Regions from separate parts of the Hordeum vulgare genome. Here region 1 is linked to region 2. The links are chromatin contacts, called in public Hi-C maps. All regions are on one chromosome and are shown on one strand. Each heading gives the region's core, a stretch centred on a gene start, on an enhancer-like site or on the middle of the called end of the contact. The rest is flanking DNA. Distances are from core to core; before and after follow the strand shown.

Evidence for each region. Hi-C and Micro-C count contacts between places; a contact is called where the count stands out from the background.
Region 1: a Hi-C map of seedling shows a contact between it and region 2, with 5 times the contacts expected there. The contact joins two enhancer-like sites. A contact is called at or near these places in 3 of 6 Hi-C or Micro-C datasets (leaf and seedling).

The regions. Positions count from the first base shown.
Region 1 is chr4H:514,079,984-514,084,871 of MorexV3_pseudomolecules_assembly, forward strand. It overlaps LOC123449210 (deoxymugineic acid synthase 1), which reads right to left. Exons shown (of 3, transcript XM_045126347.1): 2 at 3,213-3,456; 3 at 2,492-3,106. The coding sequence ends at 2,702. Among protein-coding and RNA genes, the nearest start is that of LOC123449210, 18 kb to the right of the region's middle. Within about 2 kb of position 2,963, at least 3 of the 3 cell types and tissues checked have open chromatin away from gene starts, as enhancers often do. A contact at or near this core is called in leaf and seedling, where this site is marked.
Region 2 is chr4H:513,801,665-513,806,838 of MorexV3_pseudomolecules_assembly, forward strand. No RefSeq gene overlaps it. Among protein-coding and RNA genes, the nearest start is that of LOC123446730, 220 kb to the right of the region's middle. Within about 2 kb of position 2,742, at least 3 of the 3 cell types and tissues checked have open chromatin away from gene starts, as enhancers often do. A contact at or near this core is called in leaf and seedling, where this site is marked.

The DNA of each region.
Region 1 (4,888 bases), core at 1,713-4,212, 280 kb after region 2:
CACACTTCTTTTTTTTCTAGGTGCTAGGAGGGCACACGGGAATTATATGGTTTTAAAAGGCTAGTTGGTGTTGATTGATTTGAAAATTCGTTGGCCTGGCCAAAATTGTAAACCAAATTTAAAATCAAATACCTCAATTGAATGAAAGAATTTTAAAATTAGAGGACACGGTGAAGTAAAAGACCTAAATAGGAGTGCTCTGGAGAAATTGTTGACCCGGTCAAAATAAAATGATCAATTCTAAATTGAAAACCCCAATTAATTGGGTGGCCTTAGAAATTAGGAAGAATATTGTATAGTATAGCAGAATTGAATGGGAGAGCTTTGAAAAATTATTGACCCGGTCGAAATCGAGTGACCCAATTCCAATTAAAAACATCAATTGAATATGGAGTTTTTAAAACTAGGGAGCATAATAATGTTTCTAGAAGGGTTGGCCACCCTTTGTTGCACCATTGATGTTAGGTTCTAGAAAAAAATCACTTTCTTTCAAAATATCTGGTGTATTATCTTTTTGAAAAGTCAAATCTTCTAAGTTTGATTAAATGTATAGAGAATTATATCAAAATCATAATATCAAATCGGTATGACTAGATTCATCTGAAATGAATTTTCATACTTTTTAGTTTAATATTGTGGATGTCAATATTTTTTCTCTGAACTTGTTCAAAGTTAAAGAAATTTTACTTTCAGAAAACTAATACCCCTTATAATTTGGAACCAATGTCATATTTAGTTTGGCAGGTAGGAAGATGATGGAGTGTGTTTTTTTTGTGTTTATAATACGATGATTTGATGGGTCTTTTATGGTGTTATTATGTGTTATCCGCTAACCAATCTATATATTTATGTGGGAAAATTTCTGCGTCGATGGTTGCATGTACTATAATGATGCTACAATATCACAGCGTGGTGCTTCTTTTGTTTAAGTGATGGAAGGGTGTGCCGATTGATATGTTTTTATAGGTTAGTTAGGTCGGTTGTTGCTAATTGATTTGAAAAAATGTTGGACAAGTCAAGATTGTAAGCCAAATTTAAAATTAAATACCTCAATTAAATGAAATATTAAAAGAATTGAACGGAAGAGCTTGAGCAATTGTTGACCCGGTCAAAACCGGATGATCCAATTCTAAATTGATTACCTCAGTTAATTATGAGATATTTAAAAATTAGGGAGCATGGTGTATAATATAAATGAGTTGAGTGAGAAAGCTTTGGAAAATTGTTGACTCAGTTAAATTTGAGCGATTCAGTTTTAATTGAAGACCTTAATTAAATGTAGGATCTTTAAAATTAAAGAGCATAAGATTACATAGAGGATACAAGATTTTATTTCTCGTCTTCTTTCTCTCGTTTCTCACGCACTTGGCTTACGCTTAGCACCGGCACCGCAACATCTGACTGATCGTGCTGGCCAACTGGCCGCCGAGCAAGAGCTAGCTAAAGGGTTGCGCCCCGCGCGGCACTCCACCGGCATTGTCGGGCTCGGCGGGTTGGCACGACTGCTCGCCAGTAATGGGTTGGCATTGTCGGGCCCGGCGGGTTGGCACGACTGCTCGCCGACAGTGGGCTGGCATTGTCGGGCTCGGCGGGTTGGCACGACTGCTCGTCGGTAGTGGGCTGCTCCATCACCCATTGACGAGCCTGACAAGCAGCGGTTCAGTTGCTCGGTCGGTCATTCATTATCGGGCCCGGCGGGTTGGCACGACGGCTCATCGGCAGTGGGATGCTCCGCCACCCATTATGGCGAGCTTGGCAAGCAGCGGTTCAGTTGCTCGGCCGGTCATGCCCTAGCAAACGGCATGCGGCATACGGCCACGATGAAACCCGCCGCCGCTGCCTCACTTCTGTTTTGGCGAAAATCTAATTTAAACCTTAAACTTGTATTGATCGGGTGGAAAGAACCCCTAAGTTGAAATCCCTATCAATTGCATCCTAAATTATGGAATCCCGGTATAAATTGAACACTGACATCGTGTCAATCGGGATTCATCTGATTGACCAACCCGTTTTAAATTTTTCATTCAAAACAATTTTCAAAGGGCGCACACCCTACTCCTTGCTGGACAGGTCCACTTGAGTTTTATTTTGTTAAAAAAACAAAAAAAAAATACTGCACGGGGTGGCTCCCTTTTAATTTCAGGTGCTTCCTACGTATAAAATAACCTACGGACTTCAGAATGCTTTCGAAAATCCATGAATTTTAATTTTGAAAATCCATTTTCTTGTTTTCAAAATCGTTGCACTTTTCCTAAATCCATGATTATTTTTTCAAAATTCATAAACTTTTTTCTTCATTTTTTTAATTTTCGCAAAAAAAAAATCACGCGTGAAGAGCGAGATGGCCCGACTGGGCTGACCCAGTCTTTTTCGCGCATGCACCTTGCAGCCCAGCCCAATCCTGGTCACGTCAACAATCCTGATTTGACAGGGTGCAATCGACAGAATTTCAACATGGGGTTCGTTTCCCCGAACCTCTGCAGACAGTCAGTACGCATAACGATCCCAATCTCTTTACTCCCTTGGCACATTCGGTACTAGTAGCAAACATCTTCATTCATTCACTGAAACGCAACACATCGTTTTATTGATTTATTCCAAGGGAAATCAGTGCAAAGCTGTCCCCCAATCAACCAGCCATCCATGGCCGAGGATGACAAACGCTGGTACGCCGGCAGGCCAGTCGGTCTCCACAGGCTACTCATATCTCGCCGTCCCAGAGCTCCTCGAGGGACTTGTAAGGCCCGTGGTCGGACACGTAGCGCTTGCCGAGGTTGATCTTGCGCTGCGGGATCTCGGCGATCCTGCGGCGCTCCTCCTCCGTGAGCTCCCAGCCGTCCACGTCCAGGTTCTCCCGCATCCGGGCCTCGTCGAAGCTCTTGACGATGAGGCAGTCCCCCTGCTCGTACACCCACCTCAGGCACACCTGCGCCACGCTCTTGCCCCTGGACGCGGCGATGTCCTGCAGGACGCCGGCGTCCATCACGGCGTCGCTGCCCCAGTGCGTGCCCTTGGCCCCAAGCGGCGAGTAGGCGCACAGCTGGATGCCCTTGCCCCTGCAGAACTCCCTCAGCTTCCTCTGCTGCCACACAGGGTTCACCTCCACCTGCAAAATGACCGGTCACTCACTTCACTTGGTCGTATGATCGATTTGCACTCTTTTCTTTGTAAACAAAACTGATTAGACGTAGTATGTAGGAATGTGTAGCGACCTGATTGACGGCGGGAGGGATGGTGGCGAAGGAGAGGAGGGTGTCGAGCTTCTTGCAGGAGAAATTGGCGACGCCGATGGCCTTGGCGAGGCCCAGCCTATGGCACTCCTCCATGGCCTCCCACACGGCCCGCATGTCGAACGGCACGAAGTCCTCCGCCGTGAAGGGGGCCTTGAACCGCCCGGGCTTCATGGATACCGGCCAGTGGACGAGGTACAGGTCCACGTACTCCATCTGGAGATTCCTGCAGTGTCATTGGCGCGAATGCACCGTCGTTAAGTAACTCCTGTCATAGGCCATCTTTTATTATAACCAAAAGAGTATATTCAGTTTCACGATAGCGCAAAAGTGCATTTGCAATGTTGGGTTCAGTGCCCGTGAGAGTGAGAGAGGCGACCGATGACGCACCACTGGACTGATTTGACCTGAATTTGGAGCTAGCTAACCCTGCTTACTCCAGCTAGTGTCTTCTGGGAATTGCAAAGTTGGCTTTACGCGACAGTGAATTTCTACTGGTTTTCTCGTTTAGGTTGTCAGACCAGATCAGTGCGGTGTGAGAACGATCCGCGCTCGTTGGAACTTGGATCACCTACACCGTTGATGTGTGGGCTCAACTGATATGCCTGAAAGATAGATGCACATGAAAATGGTAATCTTACGGCATCGAGAACCGTGTAGGCGGCTAGGACAAGCGATGGGGTGTTAGCCTGCCTGCCAAAACCCATTTCCCTCCTTCCTAGTGGGGTATTCAAGCAGCAAACTCAACTGGAGCACCCATACCTACCCTGTTTGATAACAGAATATTTTTGGAGTATTCCACGAATACTAAAGTTTTCCTGTATACCGTAGTTTTAATTACCATGAGCTGTTTGGCTATGAGTGAAAACTGTGATATTAAAACTGTAGTATTTACAGAACCACGGTATTTTCACTGTTATAAAAAAAGAACCCTCAACCTCTTTTTTAAAAGCAGAGCACGCGAAAGAAATGCCGCCCTCGTTATCTTCTCGCTCCCTCTAAGTTACAGCCAGCATTTCATCTTTGGGTATCGTTTCCATCGAGGACAAACCAAGAGACAGCAAAGAAGAGAGGAGAGTGGGTATGCTGATCTTTAGGCTGCTCATAGTAGGGAGTAACATATAGTAGTATCATGCATATATTATTATTGTATGACACTACCTTTATAGTACATAGTATCATAAACTAGTATCATAGTTGATCTCATTTATTGACATGCATGACACATAGTAGCATAACATTTAACATGATACGGTATCTACTCCCTCCGTCTCGGTGCATTAGGCATTTTAGGAGATGCACTGCAACCTAGGCACGCATAGATTGGGTAGGAGAAGAAAATTAAATTGCAGAGGAAACCAATCACACCATTCCTTTCTCAACTGAAAACGTGCTATTAGTTAGAAGACCTCTTGAAATCCAAAAAGTGTGCAGCATAAATTGCATGCATTGGTCCTTCAATTAATAGATGTGGTCTAATTAATATACATGCAACTAGTACTACTTTAATGTGCCTTAGTGTTTTGGGATTATTTGATTTTCGTAAGATGCCTAATGCACCGAGACTGAGGAAGTACCTATGTTACTCTAACCCTCTCTCTCTTCTTTAATTACTTGTCACATCATCATGTTTGTTAGTCCCGAGACTATGTTACTAG
Region 2 (5,174 bases), core at 1,492-3,991:
CATGCACTAACAAAGCATGCTTTAACTCTGGACCGGTCACCATGTTTGAATAGACCTCCCCGGAGATCTCTTGCTCGTCTATGTAAATTGTGTGACACGTGAATAAAAGCTTTGCATGTTTGCCGAAAAATATGAGGAGGGAGGTCGTCCCCTCTGAAAATCTGCGGGTATTTATGCGTAAATGGACGGGGACACCAGACGGAATCACACTTTTTTTCCTTCAAATCGCAAAACTTGGTGAAACTCGCAATCGTCCGTGTCGGCGATCGTCCGGGCACCACAGCTTACCATCTGGTTCCTTTCACCACTCGTCGTAGTGGCCTACTATTCTCTTTAGGGCATTTTTAGTGCCGACCCCTTGAACCGGACACCGCGTTTGTCCATAGACAGGAGGAACCAGTCCCCAAACACGAATGCGGAAACTGGCCATCCAAATATAGCCGCATATGTCTGGTTATAGTTTGGAAGGATTTTATAAAAAATGAACAAATTTGATGCATATTTGAATACATCGGAAGATATTCATTCATACCTTGGATAATTTTTTAATAAAAACGGATGCTTTTCATCTAAAACGAAGCAAATTCATTACATTTAGACATATTTCAACTAGACCGGACTCTAAACCTAGCCTAAAATGACCGCCAACACTCGTTTGCCATCTCCGGCCGGCTATGAGCCCCGAAAAATAAAGCACCGCCTCCTCCGCAACCATGAGATTCAGGAACTAAACCTATCTGCCTCCATGTCGATGCCAATCGATTAATCGACCGATGATGTTGAGGTCACCAAGCTTGGCTTCCATGCGATGGGAGGAGCAGTGGCCTTCATGGGTTACAAGTGCCGACGACCTTCCATGCACTACTCTTCCTCGCTATCCATAGTGCTCGCGAACGTTTGGCTTCCTGGTCATGGAGGCGGGGCGTGATTGAGGTAGTGACCTCGTCTTTGTCCTTGCTCTTTTTGAACACCTCACCTGCCACCTCCTTGAACTCCCTTTACAGGACTTCTAGCTCCGCCATACATTGGCGGTACCGCTAGCAGTTGCGACGGATCTCGCAGGCGAAGCGATAGGACTCGAGTACTGCCACCTGCTCGGGACGTCCATGTCTAGCATGATAGTTGTGCTAATGTTGAGTAGCTCCTCTACTCGCCGGTCCTGGTCGAGGAGGCAGGGGTTGTAGGCCTGGTCGCCCGCGTGAGTTTCTCCTCCATCAGTTGCCTCTACCATTGGCACGTCCACAGGGCCGACCTATGCTGAGCTCGTTCAGTCGGCTGCAATGGTGGGCATCTCCTCCTTCTGTTGGAAGGATAGACCATCCCAAGAGGCTTTGGAGCTCAAGGCGTACATGACGGGTGTGGTGCAGAAAGGAGATAGAGAGGGGAGGAGTGCGACTGTGCTGCCGGCTTGGAGGGTTAAATAGCGGGCATAGGGCATGCCAGGTGCTGAGGTTCTTAATGCTGGGCAGTCGATGGACCGACGTGTGGGGGCTGAAGTAGGTTCCTCGGCAACCGCGTACGCTTAATGAAGGGAGATGAATGGACTGGTGCCGTTTGAATGAGGAGAGATCTAGCGTGCATCGGGAAGCAACGTGACGACGTTCTCGGCCAGCGCGTCGTTTCCATGCCGTCTCCAGTGATAGGTCGCGTCCGTTCTGGACAGATATGAATGCGGCGCTGACGGTCTGAAGAGTCGCTGACCAGCATCAGACAGGAAAGCACACGTGCGAGGAGAAGATTTTTTGGTGGGCCAAGTTAATCAGACGCGAGTGTGACATCGGTTCGAACGCCCGCAAAGCTCCCCGGTTTTGTCTCCGATTTATGGAATAAAGTGCATCTGTATCGGTTGATGGACCGATATGTTGAATGGTAAAACATGCCTATATCACGTGATGAGATAGTTGCAAGTTGTTTAAGGGTAAGCGTTGGAGATGCCCTTATGGCCATTTCATAGGACAAAACAACACATTGTATTCCTATGCACATACAGTAAGGTGAAAAACCGTTCCATCATCTCGCTCCGATTCTCCCACACCAGCGGAATTGGCCACGGCTTTTTCATCACCGCAATGAGTGCTTGTAATTTTTTTACTTCTAGTATTTTTTTGTACTACCTTACTTCTAGTATTTTTTTTGTACTACCTTACAATTAAGGACGAGGATTTATGGCACGCAAATTGCATGTCCATTTTGCCCGATTTTATTTTAGTTTTTGGTTTTTAAAATTAAATATTTTTTAAACAAAAATTCTGAATTAAGTCATGTTTTAATATTCGTGTTTCACTTGACCATTGCCTTCAAATAAGATTCATTTTGAATGTATTTTGCCGGCTTTTCAGAAAATATGTTAAGCTTCAATGTTGAAGCTTAGTACGAGCGATCAATACAAAATAATTATTTTGTGTCTACGACCAATAGAAAAAATTGTTTGAAAATATATCTCTGAAACTGGTTGGTACACGGCAGTTTTAGATAAAAAACCGTAAGTTCCATTGTTGAAACATTTTTCTTTTTTGAAGGGATTTTCTTTTTTACTGCGCTTGCGTGCAGGGTTGAACTACTGTGCAAATCACGAGAAAAAACGAGCAGCGGGGGACTTGGCAGTGAGTGCCCCACAGTCACATGTCCCTGCGCATTTCCGTGACAATTCACAAAGAAAAAGAACCTACTAGCGTAGTGTGACAAGACCCGGGGCACCGGTTTTCCAAACCCTTACCGCCACATGGGCTCCCATCCGTTCGTCTCCTTTTCCTTGGAAAGTTGGTGGACGGTCGCGCTCCAGAGATTGGACTACACCGGCAACCATCAAACCTCATATCTGGGCACCGGCCGAGACGCGAGAAATGTGGGCAAAAGAAGAGGAGGGCAGAGGGAGTGTAGAGAGTGACAGAGGGCAACACGTCGACGAACCCCGTAAATATCCCTGTCAGGACTGCATTTCACGGCCATCGCTTCTTCCTTCTTTTTCCCCTGAAAGCGCTCCCTGCCGGGACCGGGCCAGCTTCGGTCTTGATAAGAGACGCGGATGTGTGGTCATCCGTTGAGAGGGACAACCCACGATAGGGAGACGACAATGAGAATGTTTCCATTTCTGCAAGTGAGGTATAGACGAGAGACGATCGATTGCAACTTGCTAGCCTATGATAAGTACTCCCTCCGTTCGTAAATATAAGTCTTTTAAGATATTTCACTAGAAGTCTACATACGGAGCAAAATGAATGAATCTACACTTTAAAGTATGACTATATACATCCGTATGTAGTCCACTAGTAAAACCTCTAGAAAGACTTATATTTAGGAACGGAGGGAGTATGTAGTACTAGTATGTATGGCTGGTCTTATTTGCTAACCATACACTCGTGATGAGCAAAGATATGATGCTGTTCATTAGGGCATCTTCAACACTATCTTTTAAAATGGGCACACTATTTACCCGTAGATTAGTCTGAGCTCGTCTGCGAACACCATTACGGGAGCCGGCCATCCAACCCCGTTTCCTATACGTCCAACTTTGTCTTTTTTTTAAAATACGCAACAATTAAAGTAATAGTAGAAAATAACACAATGCACTCATAAATAACATGCAAATATCTCTATTATAATAATAGTTTAAATATAAATATTACATCCGAGATAATCGGATGATTTTTTTTTTAAATTCACCGATTCCAAATTCAACGATACTCAAGTTAGAATCTGTGCATGTCGTCTCACGCACAGTGTCTTTTGAGTTTCATCCAACAATGTATATGAAAGTAAATAGCTTGCCCTTAATTTTATGTTACAATACACAACGCGTCCGGGTTGTACAACGTAATGATTATCACGTTGCAACATTGAGTGAATCAATGAATTGATCAACCTGTAAAGCAATAAGAATCAAAAATTTATGATCTACATGGTTGACCAGCCTTGTGGTCACTTAGTCCCAACCTGTGAAACCGCACCGTAGAATTTTATGACGGAGTTGAGGATAATGTATCATTGATGTGCTAGAACCTTCACGCTGTGTTCATGGATCACATGCACGTTGCAGGGTGAAGTGCTTTCACTCTTGAAACGAAGCATGCACGTTTGCTGAAAAGTTCAAGCCCCTTGCCTCATGCCTACAAAATCTGCAGATACGATCTTTCATGCATCGCACATTAATTCATCGTCCATCACCGAGTATCCCGTCATCATGCTTACTCTACAAAACAACAAGAAGGTCAACAAAAAAGCTCAACCACATTTGATCGAACACCTGCCAAGCATGGTGTCCGCCTTGGACGGCGTCGACAGGAGGCGGAGGGTACCTGGTTGCGGACGGATCCTGGGTGAACAACGACTTGTGGGTGGGGGTTGCGGACATCCAACAGTGCCTAGGTGATGGCTGGAGAGGTACGTCGACGACATCAGGCATGGAGCATGCAGATGTAGAGTAAGGCGAAGCAGGGCAGAGTGAAAGAAAAGTTATCCAAAAGGGGGACCGAGTGGGCATGGGGTGGCAGAGGTATGGATGCCCACAAACTTACTCCATGTCCGCATCCGATTTGCGGGATTTTCGACAAGCGGATGCTTATGCGGAAAAATATGGGTCCGTGTTGAACGGTAAATTACATCTGGACAGGTTGGTTCGGAGGTTCGCGAATGTTTCGACGGACGGTCGGAGATTCCATAAGGCTATTTGTTACTTGGTTGAGTGGCTACACATAGCATAAGTCTTATGACGGTCAAAGTTGAAAACTTATCCTTGAATTGTCTGTGACTTTTTATTTTATTCGGGAAACACAAATCTGATGTATAGATTCTTAAAATGGTCACGCAGGTAGAAAATATATTCCAATTTTCTGTAGGTGCATACAATATGTATGGAACCGTTGCGGCGGGGAACTATATTTGTGATATGCCGGCAACAAATAAGACGTCGTGACATCCACATTGCAAGCTAGATTGCTATGTGTTTCTACAAAATTCATTTTGTCTTGTATTCATTTGCAAACATAAAGAAGTTGACCGAAAAAAGAAAAACTATAAGACATGATACAGTTCCTGTGACTTAATTTGAGTGGGTAAACATGATATAATGTTATTCCAATCAAATAGTTAATTGAAGGTTTCTTCAAGGGAAGACTAATATGTTTACATTTCTTAAATGCAACATGGGAAATCCTTTCAATTAATTACGACATGAA